2 separate regions of the Sus scrofa genome follow, and region 2 is linked to region 1. A link is a contact called in public Hi-C data. All regions are on one chromosome and are shown on one strand. The core of a region is the stretch at or near the end of the contact, and the rest is flanking DNA. Distances in the headings are between cores, read along the strand shown. Region 1 holds the start of LOC106507406. Region 2 holds the start of MROH1 (maestro heat-like repeat-containing protein family member 1).

Region 1 (6,267 bases), core at 1,731-4,230:
TGCCCGCATACCCCCTACTGGGACCACAGGGCCTCTGCATGGGTTGTCTTCCCCAGGACAGTTCGGTTTCAGTAGCTTCCACGGCTTGTCTTCCCCAAGGTCCTTTACCCCTTGCCCTCATCATCCAAGCTTTCACCGGTCTACTCACCTTTCTGCTTAGCATCTCTGTCCTGGGCTGGGCCGTGGGCTCCATGAGCACAGAGGCCAGTGTCTGCTGGCCCTGCCCCCAAACGCGCTCTTCAGAGCACAGGCAGATGTTCAATAAAGATGAGTGGGGTGAAGGCGGAAATTGCTCCAGATACACCAACTGGAACAGAGGGTAGGGCCAGGGTGGGCACACTCAGGACTCCTGGACCTGCTGGGGGCAAAGTGCTGAGGTTAAAACACTGGAAGTCGGAGTTCCCGTCATGGCGCAGTGGTTAAAGAATCCGACTAGGACCCATGAGGTTGCAGGTTCGGTCCCTGCCCTTGCTCAGTGGGTTGACGATCCGGCGTTGCCGTGAGCTGTGGTGTAGGTTGCAGACACGGCTCGGATCCTGTGTTGCTGTGGCTCTGGTGTAGGCTGGCGGCTACAGCTCCAATTCAACCCCTAGCCTGGGAACCTCCATATGCCTATGCTGAGGGAGCGGCCCAAGAAATGGCAAAAAGACAAAAAAAAAAAAAAAAAAAAAAAAAAAGCCACTGGAAGTCTCCCCCTTAAAGTTCGGCTTTTCAGTAACATGGGACCTGCTGGGCCTGGAGGCAGCACATCCCTGACGCAGAGGGAGGCAGAGGAACACAGAACAATCGCCAAATCCTTCCTATCCGACCTGGGCTGGGCCCAGCTGCTGCAATGTGAGCCAGGACAAGGGGAACAGAGACCCCGAGGCTCTATGGGGGGCGGTCCATGCAATGGCCTGGAGTATGGGAGCACCCTGCAAACTCCTAGGTCTGTCGGGGGCCAAAGTGGTCTTGCCTTGGGACCCCAGCCTCCTCTCTTGCCACAAAGCCCCTGACACCTCCAGTTCTCAGTGGGAGAGACTCAGGGTGGCCTCAGGTGGAGGAGGGCTGAAAAAAACATGGGTATTTCCAACTGTCTTTCCCAAGCCTCTCCTAGCTGGACCACACAACACGGGGGCGGGGGGGGGGCGCACAGTGACCTCAGATATCAGGGTGGTGGCAGGGATGCTGCAAAGGAGGTGGAGTGAAGAGGACCAAGTAATTGCTCCTGGGCCTCATGTGCACTCCGAACCCTGGGCGCTTCGGACTGATGGCCAAGGCCTGGGCCCAGCTGCCCCTCCCAGGGGACAGGGGCAGGGACTGCAGGCTCTACCCCAGCAAGCCAGGGCAAGGTCGGCCTGAATGATCCCCTGGAGAGCTGCGGCCGAGGGACACATGTGTTGGTGCTCTGATGGCCTGTCCATCAAGAGGGTTGGGGGCCGCAGGGATGGGGACCTCGAGCAGGAACAGAGGAACCCACGGATGAAGGAACAGAGACAGGAGGGAAAAGTGAAGGGGGTGGAGGAATGAGAGTGAAGAAAGGTGCGGAGGGAGGGACAAAGAATGGGGCAGGAGGGTGGAAGGATGAGGGAAGGGCCGGAGGAACAAAAGTACACCGACCTAGAGACTGGGCGACTGGGACTAACGGAGGGGGACAGGGATGCGGTGGGTCCGCAGCACTGGGCGGATCGTCTGGGAGGAGGCGGTGAAGGGGTGAAGGGACTGCGCCTGGCACGTCCCGCTGGCGCCCCGAGGGTTCGCCTGGTAATTAGGCCTGGGTCCAGATGGGCCCCCAGTCCCGCAATCAAAATGCTAATTGGCCCCGGGCCTCCGGCTGCGCCTTTGCCTGGCCCCCTTGGGAGGGGGCAGGGACAAGCGGCTCGGCCAAGGGGATCCCTGTCCCCGCCCCCACTGCGGGCCCTGCCGGCTGCGGCTCTGCGATAAGGGGGAGGCCGAGCCCTGCCCCCGCCCCTCGGGAGCAACTGCCACGCAAGATGAATACCCCAGCGCTGCCACAAAGCGGGCCTGTGGTCTCCGCCGCGCCCCAGGGCCGGGCCGGCTCGCTCAGTCACCCTCGCTGGGCTCCTGGGCTGAGATGCGGGAGGAAACCGGGAGCCCGGCAGGCTCCAGGGCGCTGAGCTCAGCACTCCAGGCACGCCCCCGAAGGCGTCCCCCCCGCCCCGCGTGGCCCTCCCGCCGCGCGCTCCCGGCCGGTGTCCGCGGGCACGCCGTGCCGCCCCGCACAAGGTCACCGCGTGCAGTGATGGGTGAGCGCGCGCCCCCGCCTGGCGCGCGCTGCTCGTTCGGACGCGCCGCGACACTCCCGGGAGCCGTCCCTGCGACCTTGGTCCCCAGAGACAGCGGGCCGCGTGGGGGCGCGCGCCTAGCTTGGAGATCCGAATTGCTGGGAGAGGGCGGGTGAGGGGACAATGGCGGCACCGGGCCCTAATTGGGGACATATGTCCCCGCGTGCGGCCATTGTGCGGCCCGGAACTCGCCGCACCCCCGCGCCCGCCATTGGCTGCTGAGCGTGACGTCATAGGGGCTGCAAACCCGGGGCGGCCGGGGGCAGGGTTATCCGCCTGGTTGCGGGGCCGCGTGGGGGAGCTGCAGGCGCGCGGAAGGGCAGAAAACCGCCAATGAAACCGAATTTCTGGAGCAAGGACATGGCAGCCCCTCTCCCCCTTCACACCCCACTCGCTGCGTCGCCGTTGCGCTCGACCTCCGCCCCTCGGGAGAAAGGCGGGGGTGTTGGAGGCCTCTCCAGCGGGCACGGGGTCAGCCCGGGTGACAGAGTGGCAGAGAGTCACTGCGGCACAGGGCGCGCGCAGCACTTCCACACTGCGCTTTCGCTGCCTCAGCATTCGCCGCCTCGCCTCCCGCCTCCCCCATCTGCCCCCGCAGATCCCTAGCCTCCGCACCCGAAAGCTGGGCTGGCTGGACCACTCTAGGGCCCGCCCTGCGTTCCTCCCCCAAAGATCCCACGTCGGGGCTTGAGGGTCTCGGGCCTGTTTCCACCCTTCCCCCTACGCCCGACAATGCTGTGGGCCGCTGGGCCTCGGTTCCCGGCGGCTCTTTGGGAACTCCGCACGAGCGGGGTCCGCGGCATCCCCAAGACCCCTCCCTGGAGACCCTGGCGGGGGCCCGGCCCAAAGCAGCCATTTCCGCCGACCTCTCCCCCACTCCTCCCTCCCCCTCCTTCAGCTCCTGGGCTTTAAAAGCCGGAGGCTGGGCTGGGCCACGGGCAGAGGCGGCCGCGGGCGCAGGAGGCCGGGCGCAGGAGCTGTCCGAGCCTCGAGCCCCGCCCCCGGAGCCCCCGTCCCTCCCTCCCACCTCCCTTCGGCCCGCCCTCCCTGCGCACCCCTCCCCCGAGGACCCCCGCCCCCCGCCCGCCGCCGCCGCTCGCTCGGGCTGCAGAACAATAAAGCAAGCCTCCCAGAGACCCCCGCCGAGGACCCCCGCCCGGCGGCCGAGCCCCCGCGGCCCGCCCCTCGCTGCCTGCGCCGGCGGAGCGCGCCCGGGCGCTGGCCGAGGTGCTGGCCGGGCCGGCGCTGGCCGCGGTGCTGAAGCTGCCGACGCTCCGGCCGCCGCCGCCGCGTTCTCCCGGCCCCGCGCCGCCACTCCCGGGGGCATGGGGGGTCGCTGACTGAGGCTCCGCCGCCGCGGCGGGGGGGAGGGGAAGGGGGCCGCGGAGCCGGGCCAGCCCTGCACCCACTCGCAGCCTCCGGGCCCGGGACGGAGCCGCTCCCCCCCCTCCCCGCCCCCCCAGCCTCCTCCCCCGCCTGTCCAGGGGCGGCACTGCGGGCTGGGAAGCCGGGACCAGAGGAGGAAAGGAAGGAAGGAAGAAGGAAGAGAAGAAGAGAAGAGAAGGAGGGAAGGAGAAGAAGAGGGATCCGGAGGAGCAGAGGAGGAAACGCAAGACAGGCAGGCAGGAGAGAGGACGGCACTCGTGCGGCAGCATCCAAAGGCCAGAGTGGGGACTCGTGCTGCTTCCGCCGCTCCTCGGATGGTGACGGGGCCTCGCCGCGGCCGCAGCCCCCCGCGTCCCGGCTCCGCAGGCCCACAGCGCCGGAGCCCCGCAGGAATCATGCCCAGATCCTTCCTGGTCAAGAAGGTCAAACTTGACACGTTCTCCTCGGCAGACCTCGAGAGCTCTTACGGGCGCGCCCGAAGCGACCTCGGCGTGCGACTGCAGGAGAAAGGTGCGAGCTGGGATGAGGCTGAGGGCGGTGAGGGGTCCGGGGCAATGCTGGGAGGGGGTAGAGGGCCAGAATGTAGGGCTGGAGGGAGCAGGAGTCCCAGGAAATAGACCAGAGCGAACCAGAACCAGTAGGAGGCGGTGGCTGGAGAGGGGCTTGGGAGGGGATGGAGATGGGGGTGGGGTGGGGAGAGGGAAACGCAGAGACAGGCCCGAACCGAGCCAAGGCTGGGCCGGGAGAGTGTCAATGCAGGAGGGAATGTGGGGAACGGAGGTCAAGAACAGGAGGTACACACTGACCCACACCCTGACCTGTGGTGGGGCAAACACAGCATGGACACCTGCTGACATGACAGGAGCCAGCGATGCATGCAAACCCACTCAGAAAACTGAGCCTGCCTCAGAACCCTCTTCTCTTCTTTGGCTACACCTCCAGGACCCCCTGCTAGGGCCAGCAGGGAAGCGCTATGAGCTCCAGGGAGTAGCCATGTGGTCCTGGGGGCCGCCCACCTGTCAGGGCGAAGGTACCAGCAGAGGCAGCAGCAGTATCCTCCCTCCATCCAGGGTCAGGAAGAAGGGTGTGGGCAGGTGGTCTGTGGGCGGGCAGGGGAAGTCCAAAGTGGCGGAGGCAGGGGAGGCTCTTTGTGTAAGGGTGCCCAAATTCAAGGACAACTGTGAACATGCAGACAAGGGGTCCAGGAGTGCCAGCAGACTGGGGTGGTAAAACAAGTGTGACCTGCGGGAACATAAGCCTGTGTGCACCCATGTGATTGCGTGTGGCCATGTGACTGTGTGCGCTTGTGTGTGACCCTGTATGAGTGTGTGCCTGCTTGTGTGCCACTACATGGGACCATGTGACTCTGAGGCTGTTATGCACCCATGTGACTGGTGACCCTAGCTGAGAGGGTGTCAGGGGATGGCTGCATGTCTGACCCTGCATGAGTAGGCGGTGTATGCCTGAATCAGCCTGCAGCCTACACAGAGGGGACTCCAGGCTTGACAGTGTCTGAGAGGCTGAGCGTAACCCTGAAGAAGCCAGAGCCAGTATTGTGTGGGGTGTGCGTTTGTGACTTTGAGGTTGTGAGATCCGTCTCATGCCTTGAGAACAACTGCAGTTACAGCATGAATAATGCTGCTGGCCTGCAGTTTGTCCCTGTGAAGGTGTCCCCTGGCGGATGCCCTGGCACTGTCCCCAACACAGCCTCTTATTGGTCACCTTTGCTGGGGCTTGGGAAGGCCCCCACAAAGGATTAGGGCCTGAAGGAAGAGGGTAATGTGGAGCGAGGGTTCAGGATGACCGAAGGCGGGGGGCGGGGGGGGGAGCAGAGTGATTGGCAAGAGGTAGATCTGGAGCCGAAGAGGATCAAGTCTAGTGAGTAGTGGGAGAACCCGGAGATGAAAGGGAGGTGCTAGAGGGGTCGGGGGAGGTAGTAGTCTCCAGGGCTTGTTGGGGGACCTGGAACCCCAGAGAGGGGGCAGCACTGAGGCTGCGGGCGGTTCTCGGCCCAGTGGAAAAGCTGGTGGGAACCACGGTTAGCGGGAGCGCCGGGGTCCCTGGACAGGCAGTCCTGGCTTTGTGCGCTGCGGGTCCGCAGTGTGTTGCATAATCAGGGAAAACTGCTGAAGTGGGGAGAACCCGAGGGGGAGGGAAAGGGGGAGGGGGAGGAGAGGGGGCGGCGGGGAAGGAGGGCGAGGGTAGCGCCGCCCCTCCCCCCTGACCTTGAAGCTCGGCTTCAAGGGAGGGGGGCAGCCGCGCCCGAAGATGCGACTCTTTCCTCCTCCTGCGAGGGTGGGGCGGGCAGGCGGCGGGGCGGAGCCGGCCGGGCCCTGTCTCATCTCTCCTCTCCTCTCTTCCCCTCCCCGCTGTCTCCATCCTCCCTGCCCCGCGGTCCCTTGGCCCCTTATCCTTTGTCCTCCTCCTGGTTCCCTTCCTCCCGGACCCCGGTGTCTCCCGCCTCTCGCCCGCGTGTGTCTCACCCGCTGCCCGCTTTCCCTCCCGCTGTCTGCCTGTCTGTCCGCCTCGGCCCATAGGATACCTCAACGACTACGCGGGGCCCGCCTCCGTCTACGATGGCGACGCCGAGGCGGCC
Region 2 (6,635 bases), core at 1,189-3,688, 140 kb after region 1:
TCCCGCTAACCAGCAGCAACGCCACTGCTCACCTGGGCCTCGGTGGACCCTGGATCTGAACTAAGCACAGACACCTGCTTCCAGGCACATGTGATAGTTGTGAATACAGCCAGCAAGCAGCCCACGGGCTTTACCTCTGATCCACCAGAGCCCTCAGCAGGCAGCAAACAGCCCTGGGGGAGTGAGAAACAGCAAGATGCAGGTTCCAACAGTCTGCAGCAGCCTGGACCTTGGTTTCAAGGTAACCAAGACAGCTCAACTCCAGGCCATTTCACACTGACGCCAAAGAGAGACCAGAGACATGTGCTCACTGGAGCTATGACGGTCAAAGATCCTGCAGACAGCCCCTTGGCTGTCAGGACTGTAGGGGCAACCACATAACAATCATGCTACCAGTGAAGGGTCCCACCACCGATGACAGGGGTCTCCTGGGGCCCAGGGCCTGCTGGCCACGTCCATCTGGATCGTCTCCAGCACGCACATCTGACAGGGCTAACACTGTCTTCCCCACTGACTTCTCCCCGGCCCCCACCTCACCGGCCTCTTCCTGTGTCATCATGCACTCAGGTGTCTAAGTCAGGAGTCAGCATCACCCCTCCTGGTCCTCCATCTCCCTCCGCACACCCCACAGTGGCTCACTGACACCCCCTTCTCCACCTCTACCACCATCCCTTCCCACCGTGGCTCCTGCCTCCAGAAATGTCCCCTCCAAGTCGGCTCCACCCCCAACCCCACATGCCTCCCCACCAGACAGCTGCTCTGGCCCCCACCCCCCTTGGTGCCTCCCTGCCCCCACCCTGCCAGGCTGGCAAAGGGGAACCTCCGGCAAGTGTGTAGATTGGAGCTGTGGGTGCCCACAGAGCCCTCTTCTCAGGCCCTGCCACTGCATTACAGCTGTGGTGGCGCTGCAGGAAAATCAGAACCCCAAACTGGGCCCAGGAGCCCAGGGACTGGGGGCCGGCCCTGGCCGAGCACCACCTAGTTCTCAGCTTAATTGACAGCTGGATTTCCTGAAGCCCTTCCAGCTGTACCATCTACACTACGGGGCCAGTAATCCTCAGGATTTGGGACAAATGACCTCCCTGCTCTGGACTGCCTCCCCCTCTAATGTCAAAGAGAAAATGGAAAGAATGCAATGGTCCCTTCCCTTTCCGACTCTAAGGGTTTAGGCTCAGCTTGCCATAGAGAGGAACCCCGCAAGCCTGCTGGGGAAGCAGAGACCTGGACCACACGCCTCCGCAAAGTGACAGGCACTAGGACTCGGGGCCAAAAGACCCCCAGGGCGGGGATGGGTACGGAGACCAGGGACCCTGAGTCCCACCCTGCAGGGGGCGGGCAGGGGGCCGGGCGCCCAGAGTTCCACGCCGACGTGGGGAAGAACATGAGCGGCTCGGCTCCCAGGCCGCTCTTCCGGGTTGTGACGCAGCGAATCCGGATGCGCGCGGGGCCGGCCGCACCTGAGTCCGGAGAAGGGGGCGGGCTCGGCCCCGCGACGCCCGGGACCCTCCCGAGCTCACCTGGTGACCTTGGAGAGGCGCCCCCTGACTCGGTTTCCCGCGCGGCCTGAACAAGGGGGCCGCCCCAGGGCCCACAGCGCACACTTCCCCGAGGGGGCCTCCCGAGCGGCCCCCGACTCCCGACCGCCGGCCCAGATCGAGGTTTACCTAAAGGTCCGCGGCAGCCGCCGCCCGGGCGCCGCCCTCCCGACTGCCGCGGCCGGGGGTGGGCGTGGCCAGGCGACAGCCCGCCCCGCCGCCCTCTGCCAACCGCAGCCCGGCGCGCGGCGGCCCGGCCCCGCCTCCACGCGATGTCCGCGCTCATTGGTCCGTGGGGCGTCCTTCTCGTTCGCTCTCTTTCCACCACGCCCACCGAGCCCCAGAGGGCCGGAGTGCGCAATCTCCGCCTCGCGCTCGGCCCCGCCACCGCCGCCCCGTGACATCCGCACCTGACTGTTGGGTGAGAATACACCGCCCTGTGGACCGCAAGGCGTTCGTCCGGTTGCGGGACCCCGCCTCCTTCTCGCTCTGCTCTGTGTCCCTGTCCGACACTTACATCCAGACGGTCCTGGCACACAGACACCGCCCCACATACGGAAGGACGCATTGGGGACACGGGCTCAGCGCGCCAATTAGCCCAAAGCCGGTCCCCGCGCAAATACATACTTGTCCAGGTACACACGCCAGGTGGGCCTGACCTGGTAACACATGGGCACTGTCAAGTCCTATATCTCTCACACACGAACACAGCAAACACCCCAAAGACCCCAAGCCCTCCGCCAGCAGGTACACGCATACATGCGCATGGTTCAGCAGGCCAGCAGACTGTGGGGATCCAGATGAGCAGGTGTCCTGTAGTTCCCGTGTGGTGCAGTAGGTTAAGAATCCGGCGTTTTCTCGGAGGCCGTGGGGTTTGATTCCCAGCTCGGGAACTTCCGTAAGCTGTGGGTGTGGCCATTAAAAAGGAAAAAAAAAAAGGAAGTTCCACTTGCGGCTCGGCGGTAACAAACCCGACTGGTATCCATGAGGACGTGGGTTGGATCGCTGGCCTCGCTCAGTGGGTTAAGGATCCGGCACTGCTGTGAGCTGTGGTGTAGGTCACAGCGCAGCTCAGATCCTGCATTGCTGTGGCTGTGGCATAGGCTGGCGGCTGCAGTTCTTTTTTTTTTTTTTTTTTGTCTTTTTGCCATTTCTTGGGCCACTCTCGCGGCATATGAAGGTTCCCAGGCTAGGGGTCTAATCAGAGCTGTAGCCGCCAGCCTACCCAGAGACACGGCAGCACAGGATCTGAGCCGTGTCTGCAACCTACACCACAGCTAATGGCAACGCCGGATCCTTAACCCACTGAGCAAGGGCAGGGATCGAGCCCGAAACCTCCTGGTTCCTAGTCGGATTTGTTAACCACTGCGTCACAATGGGAACTCCCTGGCAGCTGTAGTTCTGATTGGTCCCCTGGCCTGAGAACTTCCATATACTGCAGCTGTAGAAATAATAATTCTTTAAAGGTCTGCAAATAACAAATACTGGAGAGGGTGTGGAGAAAAGGGAGCCCTCCTGCACTGTTGATGGGAATGTAAATTGGTGCCGCCACTATGAAGAACACTACGGAGTTTCCTCAAAAAAATAAAGATAGGGAGTTCCTGTTGTGGCGCAGTGGAAACAGATGCAACTGGTATCCATGAGAAGGCAGGTTCGATCCCTGGCCTTGCTCAGTGGGTTAAGGATCTGGCATTGCCATGAGCTGTGGTGGTCACAGATGCAGTGCAGATCCTGCATTGCTGTGGCTGTGGCGTAGGCTGGCAGCTATAGCACTGATTTGACCCTGAGCCTGAGAATTTCCATACACTGTGGCTGTAGCCCTAAAAGCAGAAAAAAAAAAAAACTAATACAATATTGTAAATCAACTATACTTCAATAAATAATAAATTTTAGGCATTCCCATCGTGGTTCGGTGGGATACAAATTTGACTAGTATCTGTGAGGATAGAGGTTCAATCCTTGGCCCCACTCAGTAGGTTAAGGATCTGGCGTTTCCATGAGCTGCGGTGTAGGTCGCAGATGCAGCTTGGATGCTGCACTGCCATGGCTGTGGCATATGCCAGCAGCTGTGGCTCCACTTTGACCCCTGACCTGGGAACTTCCATATGCTATGCGTATAGGCAAAAAAAATTTTTTTAACCTTTCTTGGCCATGCCCATGGTATGCAGAAGTTCCCAGACCAGAGATTGAACCCATACCGTGACAGTGGCAACACCAGATCTTTAACTGCTGGGGAACTTGGAAAAAATCTTTCTTAAAAAAAAAATGAATCTGGGAGTTCCCATCATGGCTCAGTGGTTAACAACTCCGACTAGGAACCATGAGATAGCAGGTTCCATCCCTGGCCTCGCTCAGTGGGTTAAGGATCTGGTGTTGCTGTGAGCTATGGTGTAGGCTGCAGATGGATTGGATCCTGCGTTGCCGTGGCTGTGGTGTAGGCTGGCGGGTACAGCTCTGATTTGACCCCTAGCCTGGGAACCCCCCTATGCCGCGAGTGCAGCCTAAACACACACACATGCACACACTCACATACACACAGGAGGATAAGGTCCACTCGGCCCCCAAGGATGCTGCTCACCCAGCCTTGCCCCTGCCAAGTTCAGCAAGGTGCACAAAGGCCGCATCCCGCCCCCAAGGGGCTGTGGCTGTCATGCAGGCGTTGCTTCCACCCCCACAGGTGGCCAGCAAGATCAGCTCCGCCGCTGAGGCCCCTGTGGAGTGCTGCTCCCACAGGCCCTGCCCGGGGAGACCTTGCCATTCAGTGCTGCCTACAAGCACCTGAACGGGCACAGAGCCCCTGCGACAGCCTGTTCCTGTCCTGCTCACCCTCCCCCCGCCCGGCACCCTTATGCTGCAGCCCCACCCCATCCCGAGACTCCAATCCAGTGCGCTTGACAGCCCCTCCTAGGGGTGACAGTAGACAGGTGGGGATCTGACAGGTGTAGCTGTCTGAGGCCTAGGAGAATGGCCAGTGCTCCTGCTGGTGCTGGAGCTGGCAGCCCGTGGCACTCTGCGGGAGCACGTCAGTGCAGTGTCTGACCACCACTGCTGCCCGGGGCTGGAGAGGAGGCCTGCGGCTACTTTGGCAGCTGGTCAGCATCGTAACCCACTGCCATGACTCGAGTGTCGTGAACTGGTGAGGGTGCCTGCTGCCCCACCCACCCAGACACCTGGAGAGACCAGCCCCCAGCCCAACCCAACTCTTACCCCAGCCAGGCCTGCATTCAACCCTCCTAAGAGGCCTGGACCCCAGCCTTGCCTGCTCGCCCAGGCCCAGCACACAGCCTTTCCCAGGAGTCACGATCTCCTTCCCCCGGCACCGCCTTGCTGCATGCCCAGCATAGTCTTCGGCTTTGCCGGTTGGTCGGGGCTCAAGAACGCACTGCTAAGCTCCTTCCGTGTCTCCGTCGCCGACACGCCCCGCATCCTCCTGAGCGGGAAGCAGGGGGAGCAGGAGCCTGTGTGACGGCCACCCCAGGGGCTCCAACGGCCCTGCAGCAGGGCCCCAGGGGAGGGGAGGGGGCACCCTGAGAGGCCCACACCTTGGAGCTGTCGTCCTCTCCGCCAGGGTGGCTGGGGAGCTGCCGGAGCGACAGCCCCACCACTTATGCTGCCCCTGAGGTGCAGGGGCCCCAGCTTCCCACCAGGCCCGTCCTCAGGTAAGCGCCTCCTCCCTGTACCCCTCCCAAGTCCCACTCGTGCCTGCAGAGTGGGCAGAGTTTGGAGAAGGGTCATTCCTCCCTCAGCCAGGCTGGGAAGACTGTGGGCAGGGGCTGGGGTGGGGGGACAGGAGGGCGGTGGCCCCACTGAGCCTGAGCCCTGTGCTAGCCCAGGGCTGGCCGCCTCACCTCCATCTCCCTCCAGGAAACACTAAAACACAGATCCCCTCCACTCAGGAAGACTTAATGGGACGACTCCTCCAAGCTGCCACCATTGTTGGTGATGGCTGAGGGCTGGGGACAGCAGAGGGTGGGGGCAGGGGGGTGGCATCAAGAGGCCGCAGGCTTGAGCCATGGCCCACAGAGTGCCAGGACCTGATGGGAGGCCCACTCCAGCTGCACCCACCAGCGCACCTGCACCAGGTGGCCACGCACCACTGGATGCTGGCAACCGCTCATGCGCATTTCTGCACAGGTGTGGCAGGTCCCCTAGGGAGGGCAGGTGGGCAGCTTCTTGGCACCCCACCTAACTCTCCCACCGCGGTCTGTTGCAGACAAGCTGAAGGAGCCCCAGCTCCCAGCATCCCCAGACAATGAGGAGCCCAACTCGGACTCAAATCCCCCACTGCCCTTCCTGCACTTTCGGCACCCCCAAAAACAGGGAACCTCCCAGGAGAGTGCTGCTGGCCCGGTGCTGGAGCCCAGAGGCTCACCCCAGAGGAAGTGCAGGCTTTGCTGGGCTGGGGTTCAGGAGCATGGAGACAACCAGTGGGGGGGCAGAGCACCCACCCACCCCTACCCCCCACCCCCGGCTTCCACTGTCCTTCTGCACCGTGTCTGCCATCCAAAGGGTGCCTGGGCACTACCTGGTTAACATAGGGTGGGGTGGGTGAGGGCAAGGCCAGATAAAGCATCTCTTCTGTGGAACCAAGGGTTTGTACCTAGTGCAGAAGGGCCACGGGCCTTGGGGCACCTGGAAAAGGGTCACCCACTGCCAGGCCAGAGCGCAAATTTAACTGGGGGGAGGGGAGAAGAGAGGGGACTGCAGAGGAGGGAGACACTGGGCACCCGGGAAGATCTCAGCTCTAAGTTCTACACTTGATCTGTTGATAATTCACGCAGCAAAAGACGGTGGATGTTGTTTCCAGTTTTACCTTCATTAGCCATGGAGCAATTTTTGCCAACCCTTACTTCTGGCCATCTCAGTGCTAAGATTCTTATGCTCTTCGGAAGAAGTTGCTGCACTGAAGTGAAAACTCATCCATTCATTCTCTGCTGTAACAGAGACTTGACGTGGCTTTGGATTTATTTGGACTTTCTAGATCAGCTAACCACTGTCACACTGTGAAAGTGTAACATCCCCCTACTTTGAAAACAAGATTTTACAGGGGAGGTATGGTTATTAAAACATAAAGGTAGAAGCAATATTTGGGAATTCATG

What was found. Hi-C and Micro-C count contacts between places; a contact is called where the count stands out from the background.
Region 2: a Hi-C map of fetal skeletal muscle shows a contact between it and region 1, with 2.9 times the contacts expected there. The contact joins the promoter of MROH1 here to the promoter of LOC106507406 in region 1. A contact is called at or near these places in 1 of 5 promoter capture datasets (liver) and 1 of 47 Hi-C or Micro-C datasets (fetal skeletal muscle).

The regions. Positions count from the first base shown.
Region 1 is chr4:439,525-445,791 of Sscrofa11.1, forward strand. It overlaps LOC106507406, which reads right to left and starts at 2,981. Exons shown (of 3, transcript XM_021090502.1): 1 at 1,982-2,981; 2 at 1-355. The coding sequence starts at 2,843. The coding sequence ends at 240. SCRT1 (transcriptional repressor scratch 1) reads left to right here and starts at 3,576. Exons shown (of 2, transcript XM_021090532.1): 1 at 3,576-4,181; 2 at 6,209-6,267. The coding sequence starts at 3,986.
Region 2 is chr4:575,421-582,055 of Sscrofa11.1, forward strand. It overlaps MROH1 (maestro heat-like repeat-containing protein family member 1), which reads right to left and starts at 2,439. Exons shown (of 44, transcript XM_021090405.1): 1 at 2,295-2,439. HGH1 (protein HGH1 homolog) reads right to left here. Exons shown (of 6, transcript XM_003125447.6): 6 at 6,331-6,635.